Linked DNA regions of Mus musculus: regions 2, 3, 4 and 5 are each linked to region 1. A link is a contact called in public HiChIP or PLAC-seq and promoter capture Hi-C data. All regions are on one chromosome and are shown on one strand. Each heading gives the region's core, a stretch centred on a gene start, on an enhancer-like site or on the middle of the called end of the contact. The rest is flanking DNA. Distances are from core to core; before and after follow the strand shown.

Region 1 (4,834 bases), core at 351-2,850:
ACATAAGTACACAACTTCACCAAAACAAAAAGGTATAAGGCAAACCTGACAGAAAAAAACACACAAGATACATCTTAAGGAAAGATGAAGCAGTCAGGGGACGGGCATCCCAGGCCAAGCAAAGCTGCCTATCTGAGCAGTTACAGGAGTGTAAGGACAAGCAGGGGAAGATGGTACAAACACAGGAGTACCTGCTGCTTATGCTGCCATCATCAGCAATTTGGACTTTATTCACTACAGAGGTATCCTGGGATGTCTAAGCTTTATAAACAAGGGGCTGGCAGTGTTTTTATGAGGGACAGAGAGAAAGCTGAAGACTAGGACTGACAAAAAGTTGAGACTGTGAGTACTTGAATTCAAGGATGGTGGTGAGAGAATAACCTCTCTATTCTATGAGGTTAACCTAAGTCTCGAGGAAGGGGTCCTAGGAGCAGCTGATAAGAGCACTTAGCATCAAGACTAATGATCCGAGTTAGGTCCCAGAGCCCACAAGGTGGAAGGAGAGAACCCACTCCCACAAACTGTCCTCTGACCCACAACATGTGTGCCTGGTGCCCAGCTGCCTGGAGTTATAGATGGTTGTGAACTGCCTTGTGGGTGCTGGGAATCGAACCCGGGTCACCTGCAAGAGCAACAAGTGTTCTTTTCTGCTGAATTAAAGCCTAGTTTTTTTGTTTTATCTCAGTGACACCAGGATTTCAGATTTAAGTAGTTGGCGAATGTATTAAACCATATACCTGATAACTCTGAAGGCAAGTCCATGTGTGCTCAAGTAAAACGAGCTAGGAAAAGATGGTATGTGGGTTCAATAGTCAAAGTTCTAGAGATGGTAGCCACTAAATAGATCCTTAAGAGAAGCAATATTTAAGGGTACAGAAAATAGTTTATAAGGGAGAGAATGCGCCACACACTCCAAACTACAGAGGGTCAAGCCTGTAACACTTGTCTTCAGCTTGAAAAATCGCTGCGCCTACACAAAGGTAACAACGTTCAGAAGTGCACTGTAGGGATGGAAAGATGGCTCTGCAGTTGAGAGCACTGACTGCTCTTACATAGGTCCTGAGTTCAATTCCCAGCAACCACATGGTGGCTCACAACCATCTGCAGTGAGATCTGATGCCCTCTTCTGGTGTGTCTGAAGACAGCGACAGTGTACTCACATACATTTAAAAAAAAAAAAAAAGGTCTTCCTTCCCAGCTTAGAGGAAATGAAATGCGCGTTTGTCCTCGTTGTCTAGTTAGACGGTCACCTGGATTCTGAACGTGGACCACAGGTTTGTACAATCCACGCATCTGCTGGTTCCCCCCCCTTTAAAAAAAAACTGCGTATGGCCAGGGACGAGCTCTTCCACGTTCTCCTGCAGGCTTTCGGACCCAACAGGCCGTTCTTTATCAAGCTGCAGCAGAAAACGCCGGACAAATTAACGACAGTCACCACTACGAGAACGACTGCAGTCAGGATCCCAAACAAACGCGCTCTCTTCCGGCCAAGGCGCAGAGGGCCCACCCACTTCCGCACTGCTGACCACGCCCCACAGGCGCGCCTCGCCCCAGCCAATGGTCAGCTTCCCTGGGAACGTTACCTTCAGCCAATCAGAGACGGCGAGCCGAGTCCTCGCGAGAGGTGAGGCTGAAGCTGCCTCCGCCATCTTGAAGATGGGAGACGGGCGACAGCTGTGGTCCTTCTGCTAAAGCAAACCCCACAACGGACAGGGTAGTCACTCCCCCACCCCAACCCCCACCCCACGGCGAGGTGATCGTCCCCGTAACTGCTGACCGACGCCACCGAGAGCGGCGAGCGTTATCAAGGCCGAGCGCGGCGACCCCGACGGCCCCCTTCGCCTGCCTCCCGGGCCGAAGGGAAGTGTGGAGGGCCAGAAGGATGGTGCAGTCCTGCTCCGCCTACGGCTGCAAGAACCGCTACGACAAGGACAAGCCCGTCTCCTTCCACAAGTAGGTAACTGGCGTGCTCCGCGGCCGCGGCGACAGGGGCGCGCGGGCGGGTGGGGGCGGAGCCCGGCGCGTGGCCGCGCGAGACCTGGAGGAGGCGGGGCGGGCGCTCGGGCGCTCAGGGCGGCGGACGGGCCGGGCCGGCGGGGGCGGGGACCCACGGGGGCGCGTCCCCGTGGCTGCGCGCCCCCGCTGCGCATCCCGGGCGCGCGGCGTCTCCGTTGGTCTTGGCCTCCGCTGGGGGCTGAGACCGCGCGCCTTCGCGCTCGCGGAGGGTTTCCGGCGGGCGGGCAAGCGAGCGAGCGACGCCCAGAAGCCTCTCGCAGCCCTGCGTACCTCTTCGTCCCAAGCCGCGGCGTGGCCGTGGCACATAGGGAGGAAGTCGAGCTGGGAACGCACAGGGGGAGGAGGACAGGTTTCGGACCTCACTGTGGATGCCGGGAAGGAAGCAGGGCAGCTGACCGGGATGCCAGGGAGGACTCTTAAGTCCTAGCGTCAAAGAACCAACCTTTAGCATCCATGGGCTTTAGAGGAGGCTCTTGGTATTGTCGAGATGAACCCCTGTCTTTCAACACACAGGAAGAACGAGACGATAGCACACACTTGACTCTGTTGCCGTGGTGAAGGTTAATGTGAGCGAATACCAGCTTTACCCCCACAGCCGTCAGGGCTCGTTCTTGTAGTGGGTGCAGCAATCAAGAAGCCAGGGTGAAAAATACTCTGGAGAGATGGCTCAGCGGTTGAGAGCACTGACTGCTCCTCCAGAGGTCCTGAGTTCAATTCCCAGCAACCACATGGTGGCTCACAACCATCCGTAATGAGAAATGACGCCTTCTTCTGATGTGTCTGAAGACAGCTACAGTGTACTTATATATAATAAATAAATCTTTTTAAAGAGAAAAATAAAAATACTCTCTTGAAAGAAGAAAGTCATAGAATTAGCGTTACTGATGGTGTTTGTTAATGCTAACAGTCCACAAAATGTGACAATTTTTAGGCAGGTAAATTTGTTGTTACAAGTTTTATGTTAGGTTTTGGAGGAATTCCTGACTGTATGCAGATGATAGCTAAGAAATCAGATCCACTGGTAAATTATGCAAGTTATCCATAGCAAAACGATTACAGAAACAAATTTCACAATGGTCTCTCAGATTTTGAGGGGTCAGTAGTGTTCATGTTTAATAATGTTTGCAAGAAAGTAAGACTTGTGTGCTGTTTTCTCTGGGGAATAGGCTAGAATATAGCCTAAACTATGACTTGGTTTTTTGAAATTTCATACATCCTCAGAATGTAGGACTAGATGAGGGAATGGTGACAGGGACGTGCATTCGACTTGCCGCCTCCCTTTCCTATGCTTTATTAAGATGGCCCAGGGAACCTTCAAGTATGCAGACTAGTTAAAAATGGCACACATCAAAAAGACCGTTTCAACTGCTGGGTGTTGGAAAATAAGAACAAGGGCTAACATGAGTCTTAAGCCTTATGTAAGAACAGTAAGTGGCCAAGATCTTGCTTGACAGTTCTGTGCCCCCGTCCTAGGAGACGAGACACTAGGACTTATAAGAAGTTGCCACCATGGTGCTTTGAACTTCTTTTTAGGCATATGCTTTTTCCAGCCTGAACATAGTTGCAGTGGAGAAAGCTGGCTAATATAAAGATAAGCCCTAACACGAAGGTTGGCTAGGTCTTCATGAAGAACAGGATGATCGGGGTCTGGCATACCTTATGTGGTGGAACAGCTAAAGAACAGTAAAGCTAAATTGAAACATTCTATAGCTTTTTCTGATCACTCTAGCGTCTCCCACTGCGTCTTTGATATAGAAAAGCACAGGGCAATAAATATAAAGACTCCCCACTCTGTATGCTGAATTAAGCACGAAAATAAAGTCCTTACCTTCTTTATCACTTGCGTATAATTCAGGCTGTCAGAATGTAGTCTATGTGTTGGACTGACTAAAAAAGAGCTAGAAGTCTCTTTGAGGATATAGACATATGTCCGATTTTTGTTCTTCTATAAGACACAGAATTGCTAGTAAGGCATGAGTAGAAGTGCACTGCACATACTGTCTGTTCTAATTGCACTGTCAAGTGTCTTCGTTATGACAAGGTAAAGCTTCCTGAGGGAGATTGGTAACCAGAACTAATCTCCAATCAGAGTCTCCTTAGGATGGGGTAAGGTAGTTCTTTAGTAAGCCGGAGAGTGTGGGGCTTTTCTTTATCTTTTTAAAGTCAGAGAACTGGATTGTCTCTCCTTAGGTTTCCTCTTACTCGCCCCAGCCTTTGTAAGCAGTGGGAGGCAGCTGTTAAAAGGAAAAACTTCAAGCCCACCAAGTACAGCAGCATCTGCTCGGAGCACTTCACCCCGGACTGCTTTAAGAGGGAGTGCAACAACAAGCTACTGAAGGAGAACGCTGTGCCCACAATATTTCTCTATATCGAGCCACATGAGAAGGTAACGTGGGTTTTTAAGTGCTGGGTTGGTGTTTTTTCCTTTCCCAGTCCTTTCTCTGTTTTCTTTCCTCCCCTCCAGTCTCTTCCCCTCCCATCCCTGTGTGAGACAGAGTCGTAAGTAGTCTGGGCTGGCTTTGAGCTGCTGAGGCTGAATCGGAACTCCTGATCCTCCTGCCTTTACCTTCCAAATTCTACTATCATAAGCATTGGCTTTGGGTGAATGCTGTTTTCATTTCTGAAGCTAATGTGTTCATGGGAAAAATCAGGGAAAGGATAACAAAACAAGTGTATCTGAAACCTATCATTTAGCAGTAGCTACTGTTGGGGCTTAGTGGTTAAGAATATCAGAGGTTAAGAGCACTGATTGCTCTTCCAGAGGTCCTGAGTTCAATTCCCAGAAACCACATGGTGGCTCACAACCATCTGCAATGGA
Region 2 (5,214 bases), core at 272-2,771, 1.0 Mb after region 1:
CCCCTCCCCTCCCCTCTTTGTTGATTCATTCTTTACAGAAGACAGGGAGCTGTTAGTGACTGTGTTTCAAAACAAAACTAACACAACCACCAACAAAACCCACAGCTAAGTCAAGGCCCATATTTGTCACCCCTGCACTGGGTGGGGGTGAGGTGGAGGCAGGAGGATCAGTTTTAGGCAAGCCTGGTGCAGAGTGAGTTTCAGGTGATCCAGAGATGTAAGCAAGATAACCTCTCAAAGCCAAAACCAAAACAAAACAAACAAAAACAAAAAACAAAAACAAAAAAACCCCACAAACAAAACAGACAACAACAAAGCCAGCTGAAACTGTTTCATTTGAGTTTTAAAGGTTAAGATTTACATACAAAATGAATTAGGCATTTCATGATGTCAAGGCCTGATTTCTATATATGAAGGTCTCTGTCTGTCTCTGTCTCTCTCTGCATGTCTCTTCTTTGTCACCTTTTCTTGCCCTCTAGTATCAAGCACCCCTTGGCTGGCCTTGAACTTTCTATGTAGCTGAGAGTGCCCTTGACCATCTGATCATCCACCTCTCAGGGCTGAGAGCTCAGGCATGTGCCATGCCTGGTTTATTTGATAGGGAATTATGCAAGCCAGGGTGTGTGTGTGTGTGTGTGTGTGTGTTGGTCCAGTGGTTAAGAGCACAAACTGCTCTTGGAGAGAACTCATTCAGTTCTCAGCATTTTTGTCAGGCAGCTTAAAACCACGTGTAAATCCAGCTCTGGAGAGAAATCAATGCCTCCTGGCTACCGTCTCAAACACTTGCATGAATGTACACATGTATACTCTCTTTCTCTCTTTCTCTCATACACATACATACAATTAAAAAAAACGCAAACAGAACAAAACAAACACACAAACAGAAACCTATGAAGGGAGGAGAGAGAAGCAAGGTGGTGCCTCCAGTCCTCGGGAGGTGGAGGCAGGACCAGAATCTGCCCAAGATCATTTGCAGCTATTTTGTGAGTTCAAGGCTAGTCTAATTTACATGGGACTGTAAACAAAACAAAAGAACACCGGAGAGAACTGGGAGGAACTAGAGGGGATGAAGAAGCAGATTAAAAAAAAAAAAAAAAAAAAAAAAAAAAAAAAAAAGGATTGGGTGAGAAGGAAGAAAACTTGATTCCTCTCAAAAGTCCCCGACAGGTATGAGGTGACTCGGGTTGTTCACTGATCTTCTCTGCTCTGGGCAGTTCCCTTAATAAACGAAAGCCTTTCCAGCAGCAGAGACGTGAGCTATTCTTCAACCCTCCACTAGGGACACTGCCCACGTACAGCCAGTTGAAACGTAGAAAATCTTAAACCCTGAAATGACTGCCTCCTACCTTTGTAGGCCAGGAACAACTTGCTGGGATAGCCATCTTGCCTGTAGATCTTTAGTAAGCTGCCTTCTAGCTTCTGGGCTGTGGGTACATCCCTGAACACAGAAAGACTGGTCATAGTTGAGCACGTGCGGTGCCAATAATTTCAGGCCTCTTTCTTCCAGAACCTTGGCAGCGCTGATGCACGAGGCTATGGGGCAGTGAGTTGTCAGAGCAACAGAACCTCAGGACTCCCAGTCTCCAGGGTAGCAATGTTCAGGACGTACAGGAACATTCCATGGCCCTGGAGGAAAAGTGCCCAGGGAGAGCAAGCAACAGGGAAGAGTAAACAAACACATGGGATTCCCAGGCACTTCCTCCCAACTCATTGCTGGCTATAGCTCCCGAGCAATTCACCTGAAATAACAAGTCAGTCTCTAGAAAGCAGGACAAAGCTGTCAGCCAGTGAGCTAGACAGGGCTGCCCCAACAGAAGCAAACACCCTACGGCACACAGCAGCGTCAATCAAGAGCTCAAGTCACACTCTGATGCAAGTGTTCTCTTTTTTTTTTCTTCCATTTTGTTTTCATTTTTTTTTTTTTTTTTTAGGGAGCAAACGCCGAGTTTATCAAGAAACAGTTTTTAATATACATTTAAGGTGGGTGTGAAGGGAGGGCAGGCAGCAGGGACTGCAGAGACGGGATTGGTCAATGTATTAGGACCAGGTGACCGTTTTAATATTCGGATTTAAATGGACCATTTGTATCATCCACTCCAAAGCTCAACGGGGAACAGCATAGAAGTTAGGGAAAGAATGTAAGAGCTAGAGGAAGGGACAGGGACAGTTGAGATGAGAGGACAGGCGTGACATGGTCATTGCGCTCTCAAACTCCCAACAACCGTAATTACCTGCACAAGATAGGACTTTATGCTGGTCTGTTTTTCGTCAAGTTGAGGAAAATGCTTGAGAAAAGGCCTCCATGAGGCCAGCCCGTAATTAGGTCTGTAAGCAGGGCTGTGTGGCATTGTCTTGATAATGATTGATGTGGGAGGGGGCAACCCACTTTTGGAGGTGCCGTTACTGGGCCAGTGGCCCTGGATTGTGTAAGAAAGCAGAACTTTGGGGCTGGCGAGGTGGCTCCGAGGGTAAGGCCACTGACTGCTCTTCTGAAGGTCCTGAGTTCAAATCCCAGTAACAAACATGGTGGCTCCCAACCATCCATAATGAGATCTGACGCCCTCTTCTGAGGTGTCTGAAGACAGCTACAGTGTACTTAGATATAGTAATAAATAAATCTTTGGGCCGGAGTGGGCAGAGGTACTGAGTTCAATTCCCAAAAACAACATGACGGCTCACAACCATCTGTACAGCTACAGTGTACTCATATACATAAAGTAAGTAAATAAATTAATCTTTAAAAGCAAGCAAGCTTTTTGTTTTCTTCAGTTCCTGCCTTCGGGTTTCTGCCTTGCTTGAGCTTCAGTGATGGACTGTGATCTGGATATGTGCCCCCAAAACCCCCTTTCCTCCCCAAGTTCCTTTTGCTCATGGTCTTTCTCACAGCAATAGGCCACTAGCCACATGGTGTTGGCATATAACTGTTATCTGCTGTTGGTGTTAGATGTCTGAGGCAAAGTAGAAAAACAGAAGGCAGATAGAGACCAGTCTTACTGGAGCAGGCAGGACTGTTTATCTCAAAATAGCAAGGGACAGACACTCTTCTGCAGGAAGGGGATACTTGGAGCTTATATGAGAAGTATGGGGAATGGAAAGTTAACTGCAAAATGCTGGGGCTGTGTGCCTGCCTGCAGTTTCTCCCTCTGCACTTATTTGTCCAGACAAAGCTGTTTTATCTTTAGAAAATGTCTTTCCCAATATCAGGATGCAGGTGATGGAGGGTACCTGCATTTGGCAATGGCAGTGAGGGGTAGGGGCTGGAGTTTCAATGTAGGGACAAGGGATTTCAGCAAGACTTAGGGGAATGGAAAATCACCTAACACCAACAGCTCCGTTCTCAAACCATCTGGAAGCCTGTTCTCTAGTATTTCTTTGGAAGCTGAATCTCCAGTGGCAGACACAGGTGCAGGTACAGGTGTAGGTGCAGGTGCAGGTGCAGGCACAGGTGTAGGTGCAGGTGTAGGTTCAGGTGCAGGCATAGGTACAGGCACAGGTGCAGGCACAGGCACAGGTGCAGGTGGAGATGCAGGAGGGAGAGGACATGGGAACATCCTGGCTCAGTGAATAAATGCTAGAGGGAGGTCTTCTTCCTATGGCCTTGGCAGGGCTACCTGGCACAGTAAATACTAATACAGGAACACCACTGTCACACTTATCTTAGTTGGTTATCTTAACCTTTGAAATATTTATGAGAATTCAGGAAACAAAGCCTTGCTTTCTCAGTGTTAGGACAGATGGTAAGCTTCAAAAAAATTTCTTTCCTAATCTTCCTTTCATTTTGCATTTTAAGACCAGATATTGCTGTGTTTCATGCTGTCAATTCTCCTGCCTCCACCTCACCAGTGCTGGTATGTACTGACACTCACCAGTGCTGGTATGTACTGACATGCCTGCTCTGGAGGGGAATTTTTGTCTAAACCAGAGCTTTTTTTATGTATATATAATTTTTATTTATGCTCAAATGGCCTCTTATTTACCACACTATGTATTTAGAACCTGTGTGAATATTAAAGGATAAACAAAAATCTGATAATTCGGGTGCCATCACCGTGGTACAGCAAAACAAAATGTTTCATTTCATATCAGAAGTCTGAGCATACTAATACCAATATATTAAAAATGTGGGTTGGATTGGGCGTAGTGGCCTAAGCCTGTGATTGGGTTAGAAGAGAATTTATCTCAAAAGAAATAAATTAGAGGGGCTGGAGAGGTGGCTCAGCGGGTAAGAGCACTGACTGCTCTTCCCAAGGTCCTGAGTTCAATTCTTAGCAACCACATGGTGGCTCACAGCCACCCGTGATGAGATCTGACGCCCTCTTCTGGTGCATCTGAAGACAGCTACGGGTGTACTTACATATAATAAATAAATAAATAAGAAATAAATTAGAAGTATAGGCCTGAGTATGTAGCTTAGTGATGGAGTCCTTGCCTAGCACGCATGAAGTTCAAATTCTAAGTACTGCGTGAACCAGGCACGATGGCAAACACATTATTCTAGCTCTCTGGAAGTGGAAGTAGAAGAATTTTAAAAGATTCTGGTCGTTCTCTGCTGCATAGACTTAGATGCTGTTTTTTTTTTGTTGTTGTTGTTGTTGTTTTATGTTTTGTTTTGTTTTTTGTTTTTCTAGACAGGGTTTCTCTGTGTAGTCCTGGCTGGCCTGGAACTCATTTTGTAGACCAGGCTGGCGTCGAACTCAGAAATCCGCCTGCCTCTGCCTCCCGAGTGCTGGGATTAAAGGCATGCGCCATCATGCCCGGCTAGATGCTATTTTAATAATACAAAACAACAGCTCTTGTTCCTTGAAATGCAAAAAAAAAAAAAAAAAAAAAGAGAGAGAGAGAGAGAGAGAGAGAGAGAAACGAGGATTTCCTATATTACAATGTGAAGGAAGAGAAGACATCCAGCCCTGTTCAGTGAGGTGCAAGGGGCTGCACATTCAGAACACGCTTCGTGCTCCAACTTAACATTTTTCTTTTTCTTTTCTTTTTCCTTCCTTCTTTCCTTCCTTCCTAAACCAGGGTCTTAGTATGTGGCTGGGCTGGCTTGGAACTTTGCTATGCAAACCAGGTTGGCCTCAAACTCACAGAGCTATTGCTTCTGCCTTCCCAGTGCTTTGTGGGGTCTTTTCTTTCTTTTCTTTTTCCTCCCTCCCTCTCTCCCTTCCTGTATTTGGGCGTTTTTACCTGTATCTATTTGTGTATACCTCGTGCTGG
Region 3 (5,271 bases), core at 1,908-4,407, 1.0 Mb after region 1:
TGAGGGTCCCGCATGTTGCTTACCTGAGATACTTCTGATTCATGTCTGCCATCGTCTATTGTCTCAGTACTAACTGACTACTATTTAACCAACACCCACGCAAGCCTCAGGTCTTTAACAGATAAAAAAAAGAGTAATATTCATTCCTGTCTAATTTTTCCTAACTGAAGGCCACATCTTCCATGCTATTAAATGGATCCTGCCCATATAGCAGGCTGTCCTATATATTAGGCTGCTTGGTGCTTTCAAAGTGTGTCATTACACTAAATTTGAGGTCAGCAACTTCAGAGTCATGATAAAAAGCATGTTCCCTTGTCTGCAAATAAATCTTGCTATATAGGGCTTATCAAGAGAACAATTAAGAAGCTGGCTCTTAATGTGATAATGGACCTCAAATTTAAGTGTCTGAAACTCTAAGAAAAATCACCCTCTGTCCAGCAACTGTTGTGTCAGACACACACAAAAACACAGCAGACCAAGATTTTAGCTTTTGTTTCTGATTTCTAACACGTTAAGGTGGAATCAAACCATTAATAACTAATTCAAATCGACTTTCTAGCCAAACCTGTTTCTTTCTGCTAAAACTTAATAGCTCTCCTGTGTTCTTCACCTCAGCTACCCGGGGCACCTTGGAGTTACACAAGGGCATCCAATAGGCTTGGTTTGAATGGGTTCCCCCAGCAGCTGGGAAAGCCCCTAGCTTCCTAGTCGTCGGAAACTTTGAGATTTCACCTACTTTTTGCAAAGCAAAGACATCTGATGTCAGTTATAAAAACCCACCCGGTAAGCCCAGTCTTACTTAGTCAATACTGTACTTAGTCAATACTGTAAGACTTACACAGTCTTACTGCCAGTCAATATTGTGACTGAGTGGTAAGCAGCTCATGTGACAGAAACAGGAGTGGCCATGTAGGTGTAGGGTTACCTTAGAGAAAATGAGGAAGAGGGATACAGAGAAGAAAGAGAGCTTAAGGAGGTTTTCATCCCTCACACAGCAGCGCAGGACCTTTTGAACCTTTCCCCTGGCTTCATTAATCCAGGAAGCAGCAACTCTTTACAAACACCAATTAAGGGTAGCAGCATGCTCCATTTATAAATAGGGAAACTGGGGTGTTTGGAGCCAGAGGAGCCCAGCTATGAGTCAGGGGCTAGTGGACGTCAGACCTAGGACTGGGAAACCCCCATCTCCAGCATGGAGATGCAATCTATCTTGCAAGGGGAATGAAATAGTCATATAAGAAACAGTTAAACAAGAGACGTGAACATCCATCTTGGAATGGGGCGAGATGAAGAGCTGGCAGTCAAGCCCTGCAAATGGCATTGAATCCAGAGAGGAAATAAAGTTAACTTCGGCTTCCCTTCCGCAGATACAGTCTGGCTTGTAAGACGCTGTGTTCAGAAATGCCTATTCATCGGTGGCCACAAAAACGACATCAGGTATTTCAATTCTAAACATTGCTTGCTGAAACAGATCCTACCCTAGCCTGGAAAATTCAGCTCCTCTGAATCCTGCCCCATCCCAAGACAAAGTTAAAAGGCCCAGTGTACCTGAAGTACCAGGAAGGAACATAAGGATATGTTTTTCGGCCCAGGGGGGTTTGGTTGTTAACAGAGCTGGCATCTATAAGGTCAAGCAAAGTACCCAGTTAGGCTAATCCAAGCTCTTTGGTACACGAGATAACCGTAATCAAAGGTTCCATTGGTTAAAGTGCCCTTTGCAAACACCAGTGAACAAAATAAAATAAAGTAAAATAATCTGAAGACTTTCAAGTGGCCGGGCGTGGTGGCACACGCCTTTAATCCCAGCACTCAGGAGGCAGAGGCAGGCGGATTTCTGAGTTCAAGGTCAGCCTGGTCTACAGAGGGAGTTCCAGGACAGCCAGGGCTACACAGGGAAACCCTGTCTCGAAACAAACAAACAAACAAACAAACAAACAAACAAAAGACTTTAACGTGAACTGGAGTTTGCCTAACTTTTTCTGCAAAATTAGGATGTCCTGTCAGAACCTTCAATTAAGGGGCCACAGGTAGGCTAGTGAGTAGCCACGGTACCAGGAATTAGAACCAGACAGAATTTACCAAACTCCAAAGAGCAACAACCTATTCTACTCACTTCTACTGAGTCAGTAACAGATCTTGGAACAATCATCGACCACTAATTCAGATCCCAGACAAACAACAAACTGTTCTAGCGTTCATTCCGAGGGGTCGAATCAGATGGGCATGAGAATCAGCAATCACCAGGCTGGTGGTTTTTTTCCCCCACTCTTGTCCTCCCAGGATCGTCCAGCTCTGGGGGCCCTAGGCTTTCACTCCAAATAGCTACCCTCCCTGGCCCAAGGGTTCTCAGCTCAAAGCCTCTCAAGTTCAACAAAATACTCAGGGGAGCGTCCATGCAAGATAAAGCGGATACCCCACCTAATAGGAATTCTCCTACCTGCATATTATTTCAGTTCACCAAAACTTCATCTAGTGCTTAGTGTGCTGTGCGGTCTAAGGGCGCCCTGAGGATTCAAAGGTTCTCCTATCTTCCAAAAGCCCCCATAACTGGGAAAGCTGGAAACTGACAGCCCGAAGAGAAGCTGGGTTAGGTGAGCCTGCGGGCGAGGGGGAGCCAAGGGCCATCCTCCCATAGCGCGGTAGCTGCCACTCTCGCCCCCAAGGTGCACTGCCCGAGCGTCCTTCCTCCCCTGGACTCCCCGCGCCCTGCAGCCACTCACTGCTTCTTCCTGCGGCCCTGGTCCCGGTGCAGCTCCCGCAGGTCCACCTCGGCGCGGCCCAGGAACTTATCGAGACCGAGCAACGCGCGGTGCAGGACGGTGAGCTGCAGGGTGGCGGCGGCGGCCGGCGCGGCCCCGGAGGACAGCAGCGGAGGCAGCTCGAAGGTGGCTTCCTCGCGCCACACGGGCGCGCCCAGGCTGCGCTCCGACACCGACGTGGCGTACTTCTCCTTGCCCACCTGGATCACCGCGTACGCGTCGCTCGTGCCCCCGGGTCCCTTGGCCCGCAAGCCCCGCGCCTGTAGCACCGTCACCTGCACGTGGGTAGGGGACCACATGGTCCCCGGGCCCCGGCCCGCTGAGGCCGCCAGGGACATGGTGGCAGACGCGGCACCAGGCTAGGAAGCCAGAAGGTAGCCGCTGTCCTCGGTCTGGACCGCCCACCGGGCTCCCGAGCCGCTTTAATGCTTCCGGCCACGCCCCCACCACGCCCCCTGCGCCCGCGCGCCACCTGCCCTGGGGGCGGGCCTCGCGGAGAAGGCGGGGACCTAAAGGTCACGTGGGCTGGCGCAGCCTGAAGAGTTTTGGATCAGAGAAGTAATGATGCACTAAGTGGTCCCCAGTTGTCTGAGTCCGTATGAGGGAACAGGAGCAAGCCTGATCCGCCTAGCAGCAGATGTGAGACTTTGCCTCAGTTTCTTCTTGCGTAAAACGAGGCGACAGTCACCCCTTGGATTGCTGTAAAGAAAGTAATACATTTAAGTTTATAGCATAGTTGCATGCCTATGGGAAGGGCTCCGAAAGTGGTAGCTATGCTTGGGTTATACCACACCACTCCAGGGATGCTTCTCCTGCTCTGGTCCCCTGGGTACTGCTCTGGAGGAAGGCGGGGAGCCAGGGATGTTGTGAGAGACTGTGTCGGGGAAGCGGAGGGTAGGTGAGGGACTAGCCTGTGCTACTCTGCCCTTACCACATAGGGTGAGGCTAGGTTAGGAAGAGCAAGAAGGGGGAACTGGAAACGGGGTTGCCAAACCGAACCCCTCGGTTCCCCATTTCTTCCTACGTAAGCCTCTTGCGTCCTCTCTGGGCTCCATCTCTGGCCTCCCACTCGGTTTTCTTGTTCCCAGTCAGTGTCTAGCAGATTGGTGACTTCCCTGAGTGTTTCGGGTCATCCTTCAAAGGCTGAAATCTCCGATGGTGAGTTATTCAGAGTGGAAATGTAACTTTGAAAGCCTTAAGGTTCAGGAAAGATGTGACACGTCCGAGTTCTTACATTAAAGCTGGGGATAGAGCCCTGGTGCCCTGGCTCCCATGCTAGAACTGAGGACACCTCCCGCGCTACAACACTTTAAAGGTTTCCAGACACACACACACACCCCTCCCTCTCCACTGAGCTCCCTCTGGTCGACCAGCCTACTGCTTTCCCGACTTCTGGAACCCCTGCAGTGTTGAATTACCGCCAGCTGCGGTACTTCTCACTTAGACTCTTGAAGGCATTCCTTTTTTGGGTCCCACCCCTTTGTTTTCCTTGACTTCTGGGTAAACAAACCTGCAGCCTAGAGAGTTTCTCTCCCTGGGGCCCCAGCTGTCCCTTATCTACCTCACTGCTTGTCACAGATTTCCACTTGACATAGCTGCCTGAAAGACAGGTGACTTGTTTAACTCCCTGCTTCTCAGTCTTGCGGGGGGGGGGGGGGGGGGAGAAAATAGGACTGCCAAGGTGGCTGGGTCATACAGATTATGAACACCAGGATTTGGAGTTATACATCAGTGTTAGACCTGGCGAGCTAGAAAGCTCACTGGAAGGCTATGAGCAGTGGCATCCTTAAACTGAGCCCAGTTGGGAGGTGGTGGTGCCTGTGAAGAGCATGCCAGTGACAGCCATTTGCCTTCATTTCCCCCTGGGGACTGTCTGCTCTCTGTCCCATCTGCCTTCACTTTACCCATCCTTGCTGTCTATACTCAGCTGGCTGTCCTGCTTGTCCAATGGGCCCTACTAGATGAACTCTACATCTGGGGTCCAAATTGGCTTTGGAAGTTTACAGCTCTGATTCCCTCCACACTCACTTATATATATATATATATACAGGGGTTGGAGAGATAGCTTAGCAGTTAAGAGCACTTGTTGCTCTTCCAGATGACCCAGGTTCTATTCCCAGCACACACATGGTGGCTCATAACTATAGCTCCAGAGGATCTGACAGCCTCTTCTAGCCTCTGCAAGCAAAACACCCATATACATAAAATTTGAAAATTTATAAATATTTATTTTTACTATTTGTACACACACAGAGAGAGAACAAGCTGATCTCAAAGGTCTCTTTGTCCTGTCTCTGTCCTCTGGGGGCTGGGATTACAGACATGGGTCATGTTGCCCAGACTCACATTTTCTGTGCTGCTTCCACGAGAAGCAAGCAAGGATTGACCCCAAGCTGGATGAGCAAGAGGTAGCATCTCTTCTCTCGTGGAAGGGATAAAGGGAGGGAGGTGGGGCGAGAAAGAACCACGAGCGTGCGTGACCTCATGTGTTTGGGTTTCTGTCAGGCAGAGA
Region 4 (4,782 bases), core at 1,402-3,901, 1.1 Mb before region 1:
TGGCCAGGGATGGGGGCCAGAGGAAAGTGGGAGAAGCTATGGGAAGAGAACCCGGAGTCTGTACCACCGCAGCTTCGGGAACTAAGTTCTTCATTTACTGACGGGAGCTTGGAATCACAACAGGTAGGGGCAGAAGTGCGGAGGGAGGTGTTAGAGGGGGTGTGAGGGTCAGTGATACTCTAGATTTTAACTTCCACATCACTCATCACTGTGGTCTCGAAGAAGAAGGAGAAGGAGGGGAGGAGGAAAAGAAGGAGAAGGAGAAGAAGGATGAGGAGGAGGAGAAGGAGGAGGAGGAGGAGAAGAAGAAGAACAACAACAACAACAACGAGAGGAGGGGGAGAAGGAGAACAAGAACAACAAGAACAAGAAAAGAGGCGAAAGAAGAACAGAGGAAGAACAAGAAGAAGACAAGAAGAGAGGAAGGGGAAGGAGGAGGAGAAGAAGAAGAGGAAGAAGAGGAAGAGGGAGGAGAAGAGGAGGAAGAGGGAGAGAAAAAGAAGAGGGGGGAGGAGCAGCAGCAGTAGCCTCTGCTGGCTGGGATACTGGGGGTAGGGTGCGGGCATATACTCTACATACAAAGAAAAGGCACAGTGAGAATTACAAAAGAATTCCAGCATGAACTGTGAAATCCTCACATGTGAAGGCTCTGACTCAGCAGCTCTCTCAGGTACTCACATCTGGCTCGATCTTAATCAGTGCAAGGTCCAGTTTATGGTCGATGTCTTTGACGGTGGCTTCATACCGGGCCCCGCTCTGGAGCTCTACCTGGATCTTCTGCTGGTTGGTGAGGACGTGGGCATTGGTGACAATGAGCCCATCCTCAGACACTATGAACCCAGAGCCGCTGGAGGAAGGGATTTCCTGGTTGGTGAGAGGTGATCTGTTCCGGAACAAGTCAGTAGCGTGAGCAGAAGGGAGGGAAATCAGGGAATCCAGCCTTTGTGTGTGAGTCGCAGGAAGCCTCACGTTTATCAGCTACGTTTCCAGTTTTCTCATGCATTTACTCTTGCCTTACCCACTTCCATGTGCTTTGTGAGCTGCCTGAAGCTCGTCCTGGCCATCTTTTCTGAACACAACTGAGATCTGGGTCCAGGATGGTGTCTCCTCCTTTAGATCAGTGTGGGAACCTGTGTGTCTGTCATCTGCAGCGAACAGGCCAAACCTGGTGCTAACCCTGTGCTCACACTACTGCCACAGCCTCAGAATCTAGCTCTTAGTTCCCACTACCAACTGGCGTTGTGACTCAGAACAAACTAAGTTTGCTCTCCATTTGGGTTTCCTTGCATGCAAGCGAGTGCTAAGGCTAAACAAGCCCACCAAATGCTCACTACTAGCTCCTACAGTCAGCCTTTAGTTTTGCTGTGGGATACCGGGGAGAAAGAAACACCAGTCACCAATACGCACTGCTGTAGCTTCAATTTAGAAGCCAGAATCCTTGCGCTTGGCTCTTTGCTCTTTAGCGAAATAACTCTTAGCAAGTCAGGTCTCCTGCAGGCTTTGCGGAATTCTACTGCCCACCTACACCCCAGCCAACTCTTTGAATCTGTGTTTCCTCACAGCGGTTTTAATGGTCAGAAATCTGGCAACCAGCAGGTGAGGTAGTTGATCCTAGATGGGACCTTTACCTGCGGAACAGCTGCAAGTGGACCACAGACGGCGCCACCTTCTCCACCACTGCGGCGATGAAGTTGTACTTTCTCCGGAGCCGCCCTGCTCTTGTGGTCCCTGTGAATAAACGGTCCACGGTGAGTGCGTCCCTGGATGCAGGTGTCGCATCTCAAAATTCCCCAGCATCTCCCCGTCCCTCTTTCTCTGAAGGTTCTCCAGACCAGGAGATGAAAGGACCCTCCCTGTCCTACCAGAGGGAAGAAAAGGAGAAAGGGAAGCCCAGTGGCAGCCAGTAAAGAGACCAAAATTAACCAGGCAAGAACACCAGGAACAACCACAACAGGTTGAATCCCTAGAGATGGCGAAGGAAGGCCCACTGAATTCGCGAGCGAGCGAAGTTAGAGCACTCACTTCATCTCCCTCTGAAAAGTAAGAGAAGTGTCAGGAGATTCGCCCGCGCCCCGCTCACCTGCTTCCTCGCAGGCACCCTTCTGCACTGGCACAGCCGGGAGCGCGCCCCGCTGGCGAGCGGCTCGGTTCTCCTTGCGGAGCGCACATAGGCTGGGGTAGGTGCGCCCATCGCTGCCGCACACTACCGCATCCTCAGCACCCTCCGCGCAGCCGCAGGTGCCCAGCCACGCGCCCCCCGAGGGATCCCGGGAGAACGGGGCGCCGCAGCGCAGCCTTGGGGCGCACGGCCGGCCCCGCGCCCCGCCACACTCCTGGCCCTCGGCCGCGGCGCACACTCGGCAGCAGCCGCAGCGATCGGGAACCGGCGCCAAGCCGGCCGAGCAGGTAGGCAGAGTCGGGCAGCGCGTGGGATCGCAGGCATCGGGACAGGGCAGCGAGACTCTGGACCTCCTGGCCTCGGCCCACGGAACAGGCACGGCTGGTAGCAGCAACCACAGCAGGAGAAACTGTGTTCGCACAGCCCACAACCGCTGGAAGCTCATCTTGCTCCCTGACCTCGTCGATTCGACTGTTTTTCCTGGCCTGGATGCTGCCTCAGCCAGCCTTCGGACTTTATAAAGGTCAGAGTCTGGCTCACTTCTACACACACACACCCATATATCACCCACCACCCATGCCATCCCAGGACAAGGGCCACCCACCCCAAAGCCATGAAGGGAGGGGTCCACTCAAAAACCAGTCTTGGGGCAAGGGAGAAACGTGACCACCCACCCACGGCCACGAGATCTGACCAGGAAAACACACAACCAGATTTCCTATTTCACATGTTTTTATTACAAAACAAGCAACCAACCAGTTTTTAGAAAATGACGTTTTGCTACATACCAATTAGGAGCTCACACAACGTAAGAAGCTGGAGTTTCCATGCACTAAGCTCAGTGCTTGCAGGAGGTGTTTCACGGCTCAAACACTGGCTCAAACGGGGCATGCCACACCTTCATAAACAGAGGGCCCAGCAGTCACACTGTGTGTTTTTGCCAAATATTCACTTGATTCAACGCCTACCTGGTATAAGTGACTATAATTGACTCAGGCAGGCAATAACACAGAGAGAGAACGAGGGACTGAGGAAAACAGATTTTGGGGGGTGGGGGTGGGGGAGGAGGTTAAACAGGCGACATGGGAAGCCTAATTTCAAAAACACTGCCGTCTGCTACCAGATAGCTGTTTATTTGGTTGACACTGAAAACAAGTATCAAGTCTACCGCTCAATTACCAGTCCACTGCTTACTCAGAGGGTCATATAAGTCCTGTGTAGAAAGGGGAAAACCAAACCAAACCAGTTTGCTTCCAGTAAACTAGGACGATGGACCTTAAATCTTCCCGGAGGGGCAGCCTTCTACTTGGAAGTAGAGCTGTCACTCCGCCACTTTGACCAGAGGTGCCACTTTAGTTTGCGGTCTCCCATATCCTCGGTGTGGTTCGGAGAATGAAAAACACACGCTTCTTTTTTTTTTTTTTCCCCTGATTATCACCTGACCCGAGTAAGCAAGTCCACCAAAGCATTGAAGAGTAATGGATAGGACATACTTCAGCTACAGAGAACAATACCTTCGAAGCTTTATAGAAGGACCCAACCCCAGAGACTGCTTTTATTCCACACAGGAAATGCAGTATCTTTTATAATCCAGAAATCCCTTCGGATTTATCCACAATCTATGCTTAACCACAAACCCACACGCCATCACACCTTGAAAACTAAAGGTTTATGCACCATCTTTGGCTCACATTAAAATACTGTCCTAGGCTGGATATGGTGGCATAGACTTGTAATCCAAGCACTCAGGAGGCTGAGGCAGGAGGATTATCAGTTCAAAGCCAGCCTGGACTCCGTAGCAAGACTCTAGCAAAAAACAAATTTAAAGGGTGTGTGTATGTGTGTAAATACAGACAGAAGGGGAATTCTGAAACAAGAATTGAGACTTTAAATGTTTTGAGGCTTCACAAAGATAATTATATTTTCTGGGCACCGCTATTAACAATGTTCTAACTTGCAAGTCTCATGTATGGGCTGGTTAGGATCACTGAAACTGTACTTTTCCTTTGTTTGCATAATATACACCGCATTGTGTTTAACATGATCTCAGAGTGTGTACCGAAACCTCTCAACTTTCTGTAAGGACCCGTTGATGCAGCACTAATAACCAAGCCAACAGTTTCTAAGAGAGGGACAGACAGATTTTGCAATTTAAACGCCAAAAGATGACCTCATTTCCTTGAGCCAGGGCATGTTCGAGGCCCTTCAGGAGTTCCTGATTTATTTTTCATTCGTTCCTCATCTTCACATTGAGCAATTCTGTTGAGCAGCCAAAGAATTTTCTAGGGGAAGATTTTAAGCTGAAACCAGAGACAAAGGGCACTGACTTTTGAAGTAGGTTGTAACCTTATTCGCTCCTAAATAAATAATCCCCGAACCCTGAAAAACCAAAACACACAAAAGTTTTTTTTTTTTTTTTTTTTTTAGGGGATGGGAGACACACAAGATCATGAACAGAAAGAGAAAGAAGCCCACTGATTTTTGTTTGGTTTTCTTTTCATCAGGATCACAAGGCCAGACAAAGTCGGGGGACAGCTCCCACACACGGAGCCCAGAAGTCTTCAGTGTGGCACCAGATTCAGGGTCACAGTCACATTTGAAAGAGCATGCTTCCTCTCACCCGGAGAGCTTTATGCCTGTTTTTGCTTTTGCATTAACTATGG
Region 5 (4,757 bases), core at 206-2,705, 1.1 Mb after region 1:
TTTTTGTTTTTTTGAGACAGGGTTTCTCTGTGTAGCTCTGGCAGTCCTGGAACTCACTTTGTAGACCAGGCTGGCCTCGAACTCAGAAATCTGCCTGCCTCTGCCTCCCGAGTGCTGATCCCCCAACCTTCCCTTCCCGAGTTCTAGGATTATAAGCTTACAAAGTGCCACCACGTTCAGTTTTTATGTTGATGCTTCGGATTTAACCGTGGACTTAGTGTATACGTGGTAAACTGTCTACCAAGTGAGCTGTGTTCCAAGCTTCCCCTTCCCCGTGTTTTTTTTTCTCTCTCTCTTTCACGGTTTAAGACAGCGTCTTAACATGTCTGGCCCAGGCTGTGCATCAAACTCGCCACAACCATGTCTGCCCTCAGCTTTTCTGTAATGCTCCTGTCTCAGTTTCTCTGAGCTAGCATGCCCAGCTTAAGTCTCTCTCTCTTCTTTCTGTGTCTGAGACAGGGTTTTGCTGGGTAGCACAGGCTAGAATCCTCCTGCTTCAGTCTCCTCATTGCTGGGACAAGTGTGGACCACTTGAATGCTGAACTTGGATGTTGGACTTTATAAACAGGCCCTTCCCTGAAATCGTAGTTCCAGGAAATCTGGGGCCTCTAGAACAACCAAACAAGGCAAAAAGCAAAACCCCTTTCAACATGCTTCTCCCAAAGGGAGGAAGGTGGCCCAGTGTGTTCTCTCAGGCCAGCCCGGACAACAGTGAGAACAGGGTTCTGGCCCTCCCTCGGCTGTCAACTTGGGATCCTCCTAGGGCTTCAGCCTCCTCACGGTCGGGATTATAGGCATTTCCTACCATATGGAGATTGATTGACACAGACACTGTAACCGATTGGACATGCATTTTCCCTTCCCTCCCTAGTGACTACCAGACAAAGTGCTGGAGTGGAACCCAGTCCAAGTACTATGCGGATCTTTGACCGGTTAACTCTAATCCTCCCAGCCCACAGTACGCAGAGCTTCGATCCTGCCCATTCCTCATCAGATTTATATTCGGTTCCTAGCTGGCTGGCTAGGTCCCTCTTACTCTTCCACTACTCCTTCCAAGTCCAGGAATGTGCGCTGTGCAGCCGCTGCTCTGACTCCTAAAAACTGTAAAACTGTAAAAGCTGTAGAAACGTTAAGAATGGCGAAGGATCAGCCCACCCTTTCTTCTCTGAGGATCGGCCTGGGATCGAGAGGTCACATCCTAATATAGAAAGCAGGCGGTCTGGTGCGCTGAGACGCTGCCACCAAATCGGAGAGTTCTGCCACCGTCATCCCTACCTAGATCTTCCCAGAGTCTCGGGGAGGAACCAGGGAACCCAAGGGGCCCACACTGGGGTTCCTGCACTGGAGAGGACAGAAGCTGCCTAGGTCAGCAGCTGGGGAACCACTTGCAGGCAGCGGGCTGGGGCTGGGTGGGGCCGGGCGGACCGCAAGTCTCAGGGGGCGTGGAGCCCAGGCGGAAGGGGCGGGCCGGGCACGAGAAGGGCTGGGCCGAGGTGCCGCGGGGTTGCTGGAGGGTCGTGGGCGGCGTGCAGGAGACATGTCGGCGGGCAGCAGCTGCAGCCAGACTCCCAGCCGGGCCATCCCCACTCGCCGCGTAGCCCTCGGCGATGGCGTGCAGCTCCCGCCCGGGGACTACAGCACCACTCCGGGCGGCACGCTCTTCAGCACCACCCCGGGAGGTAGGCGCTGGCCGGGGTCACGGGCGACCTCGGGGGGCTGGAGGATACGTCGGGATCCGGAGTCTCACGTGCGACGGGGAGGGCGGCATTCGAGGGGTTCGGTAGCTGGCCAGAACGGACGAGGGGCGTCGGGAAAGCAGAAGGGTCACCGTCTCGGTTGCTCGCCTTCTGGGTGTGGTGGAGCGTGGTCTGGAACCCGGCTGCAAACTGCCTGCATTATTAGCCTTTTCCTGGGAGATACGGCAGAGTGCCCTGAGCATACAGATAGGCACTCTGCCAGGACCACCATGTGCTTAAGGGCGACCTCTGTGGGTGTCAGGGCAGTTTGGGGTGGGACAAGATCAGGGAAAGAGGCTGGCCTGGAGATTAAGTTTAGTTGATCTCCCTTGGAATAAGTGACGCCTGCACACTTTTTTTTTTTTTAACCTTTCCGGAGGCAGCCCTCTTTGCTTTGGACACTCGCTCATTAATGGAGGCTGGACGCTGAGGGTGCTTCTCTGCCACCTGTGGCTTGTGTTAAGAGAGAGATTCCTGCAGGGGCGGCGTCTGGTGTAGTGCAGAACAACACGTTCCTCGGGCCTGGGGGGCAGGGCACAGCGTTGAACTGGCCCAAGTGGCGGAGGATGAGGAAGAGGAAGCTGAGTTGGCGCGGGTGGGGGCCGGCCTCCGGGAACCAGGCATTCCCAGCTTGCCCTGGAGCCCCAGTATAGACGCTGATGAAACCTACCCGCCTGTTTGCATGATGAAATCCTCGTGGCTCACTACTTCCCTCCCAATCCTCGCGCCGCTCCCACCCACTTTTGCGCTTCTCCCCTCCCCGGTCTCCTCCCCCAACTACTCCTCTTACAACTCAAAAACAAGAGGAATCCTGGCGCGGTGATGAACCTTGGGCTACTGCTGGCGCAGCCGGGCCACATGCCTATTTTCTCGGGCAGCTGTCCCTGCACCAGGGAGCACAGCCAGATCCCAGAACCAAGGCACCGATGAAGGGATCTTGGAGCTCAGTCAGTGTCCACTGGGTTCTGTGATCTTCAGGACACAGCACCAAGGCCTCGCTGCTTGAGCACGTGTCTGTTGTGCATCGTCATGCTGAGTTCCTACACTCAGCAAGAAGTAGCAAGCAGGGCAGGGGGAGAAAGCCGGCTCCCTCTTATTAGAAACGGCCCAAAGGAAAAGTTTTCTGCAGGCTTCTGGCCTCCCGTTACTGGAGTTCTTCAACCCCGCTGGCCACTTTTTAGTTCACGCTGTTGCCCCTTTGTCTTTTCGCAGAACTTTGTGTTGAGCACAAAGTTTCACAGAGAGTTGAGTCCTTTTAGGCGAGGTGTGAATCAGGGTGTATTTTTTATTTTTATTTTTTATAGGCACCGATACAGACCTAAAGGCTCTGGGAAACGTTTATTTTCTCTCTTGCCCGTCCCTTTCTGGATGAACAGGTTAGCTGGGTAGCAATAGCCAGTACTGTTTGTAATGCACTCTGATCCACTTCTCACTGTGGTCTGCGAAGTGTCCGTTGGCAGACCAGGTAGTTCCCGTTGTCTTTGAAGAGGAAGGGGTTTCCTTAGAGTGTAGCATTTGCTTCTTAACTGAAAGAAAGCAGTGTCAGGTCCCCAAAGCCAGCTGGCCCTTGTCAGATTTTTGTTGCTGTTGTTGTTGTTTGTGTGTCACACAGTCCATAGCTCGAGGAAAGACTTGCTTGTTTCTGCCAAAGCCAGTTAATTTAAGGAGTGGGATCTTTTCCCAAAGGCCATTCATTCCAGGTCGCCTCTGCTAAAGGGCAGAAGCTTGACCCATTTGCTCCAGAATGTTTCTCATCACTTAGCACCCCAACGAGATACGGAATCCGAGTGCAGAGGTCTACAGGGTGAGTTACGGGAGAGCCAGGGCTACACAGAGATCCTCCTGCCTCACCTTACTGAGTGTTGGTAATTCCGGGGTTAACAGCTGTTGAATACCCTTTGGGCTATTTCTCTTTGCTCTCATCTATTCTCTGCAAATCCATCTAACTTTTGAATTTTCTTACTTGTATCAGGGGCCAGCTGGGAGTTCAAGGTCAAGTGAATCACCCTGAGGTCTACTCTGTCCTCTGGATCTATGGGCGTATAAAGCCCATGAGCTTGAATCAGGACTGAGTCATCTGCCTAACCATTATATGCTTGATTGGCTCACATTCCATTTTGAGTACTCAGGAGTTACAAGGGAAAGGGATAAACAACACACAAACAAAGCCCATACACGCACACACACACACACACACACACACACACATATACACATATATGTATACACACACACACACACATATATACACATATATGTATACACACACACACACATATATACACATATATGTATACACACACACACACACACACACACATATATACACATATATGTATACACACACACACACACACACACACACACACACACACACGGCTTTTTTCCTTGCCTTTCCAGATCTTTAGGAGTCTGGCAAAGTAGATCTCATATCCAGGCATAAAGTCAGGTTTCTTGAACTTAAGCTTCCTATACTCCTTGGCATGTGACTTGACCTGTAAGGGGCTGCAAGCTCTACATGAAGAAATACTACAGGAAGCTACTTCAGCTGAGAATGGCTTTGAAGCAGCTGCCTCTGGAGACCAGGGCACAACAGGTGGCCTGAACCATCTCCATTCCTGGGACTCTGGTCAGTGGTCATTAAGCCTTTGGTAACCTAGGACATTTCTGAAGGGAGTGTCCCACAAGAAGATTTGAACCTGGGAGTCTTTAAGATTGCTAGCAATGTCATAAACAGGATCTAGTGAACACCCACCAAGGATGGATGTTTGACTTCTAAACCTACAGAAGTTGTTTGGGTGGTCATACCTCATAGTACCTGGGTAAGGTTAATTAATAATCAGGCAGGCAGGTAGGTAGGGTGGCAGGTGTAAATGACACTGTTTTGTAAGGGGTAAAGTTGAATGTAATGGTGCAGAGACAGGAGAATCTTTGTGAGTTTGAAGCCAGCCTGGTCTACAGTCTACATAATAAGTTCCAGGTCAGTCAGACCTACATAGCGAGACCCTATCAGAGAAATTA

Evidence for each region. Promoter capture Hi-C pulls out the DNA fragments that hold promoters and counts their contacts. HiChIP or PLAC-seq counts read pairs in DNA pulled down with a chosen protein or histone mark.
Region 2: a contact with region 1 is called in an H3K27ac HiChIP or PLAC-seq map of embryonic stem cells, with 4 times the contacts expected there. The contact joins the promoter of Got1l1 here to the promoter of Thap1 in region 1. A contact is called at or near these places in 3 of 39 promoter capture datasets (the 3T3-L1 cell line, hippocampal neurons and pre-B cells) and 3 of 115 datasets of contacts at active chromatin or transcription factors (astrocytes, embryonic stem cells and large pre-B cells).
Region 3: a contact with region 1 is called in an H3K27ac HiChIP or PLAC-seq map of cardiomyocytes, with 6 times the contacts expected there. The contact joins the promoter of Rab11fip1 here to the promoter of Thap1 in region 1. A contact is called at or near these places in 3 of 39 promoter capture datasets (the 3T3-L1 cell line, cranial neural crest and liver), 2 of 115 datasets of contacts at active chromatin or transcription factors (acute myeloid leukemia and cardiomyocytes) and 1 of 9 other capture datasets (adipose tissue).
Region 4: a promoter capture Hi-C map of neutrophils shows a contact between it and region 1, with 4 times the contacts expected there. The contact joins the promoter of Htra4 here to the promoter of Thap1 in region 1. A contact is called at or near these places in 4 of 39 promoter capture datasets (erythroid cells, liver, neutrophils and 1 more), 3 of 115 datasets of contacts at active chromatin or transcription factors (large pre-B cells, pro-B cells and thymic regulatory T cells) and 2 of 9 other capture datasets (adipose tissue and liver).
Region 5: a contact with region 1 is called in a promoter capture Hi-C map of pre-B cells. The contact joins the promoter of Eif4ebp1 here to the promoter of Thap1 in region 1. A contact is called at or near these places in 7 of 39 promoter capture datasets (the 3T3-L1 cell line, 3T3-L1-derived adipocytes, the HPC-7 cell line and 4 more), 1 of 484 Hi-C or Micro-C datasets (Sertoli cells), 4 of 115 datasets of contacts at active chromatin or transcription factors (double positive thymocytes, large pre-B cells, microglia and 1 more) and 1 of 9 other capture datasets (liver).

What each region holds. Positions count from the first base shown.
Region 1 is chr8:26,156,569-26,161,402 of GRCm38.p6, forward strand. Thap1 (THAP domain containing, apoptosis associated protein 1) reads left to right here and starts at 1,601. Exons shown (of 3, transcript NM_199042.2): 1 at 1,601-1,953; 2 at 4,207-4,402. The coding sequence starts at 1,883.
Region 2 is chr8:27,201,026-27,206,239 of GRCm38.p6, forward strand. It overlaps Got1l1 (glutamic-oxaloacetic transaminase 1-like 1), which reads right to left and starts at 1,522. Exons shown (of 9, transcript NM_029674.1): 1 at 1,347-1,522. The coding sequence starts at 1,461.
Region 3 is chr8:27,171,489-27,176,759 of GRCm38.p6, forward strand. Rab11fip1 (RAB11 family interacting protein 1 (class I)) reads right to left here and starts at 3,158. Exons shown (of 6, transcript NM_001080813.2): 1 at 2,721-3,158. The coding sequence starts at 3,097.
Region 4 is chr8:25,036,311-25,041,092 of GRCm38.p6, forward strand. Htra4 (HtrA serine peptidase 4) reads right to left here and starts at 2,652. Exons shown (of 9, transcript NM_001081187.3): 1 at 2,081-2,652; 2 at 1,629-1,728; 3 at 679-883. The coding sequence starts at 2,564. Plekha2 (pleckstrin homology domain-containing, family A (phosphoinositide binding specific) member 2) reads right to left here. Exons shown (of 12, transcript NM_031257.3): 12 at 2,834-4,782.
Region 5 is chr8:27,258,872-27,263,628 of GRCm38.p6, forward strand. Eif4ebp1 (eukaryotic translation initiation factor 4E binding protein 1) reads left to right here and starts at 1,456. Exons shown (of 3, transcript NM_007918.3): 1 at 1,456-1,679. The coding sequence starts at 1,538.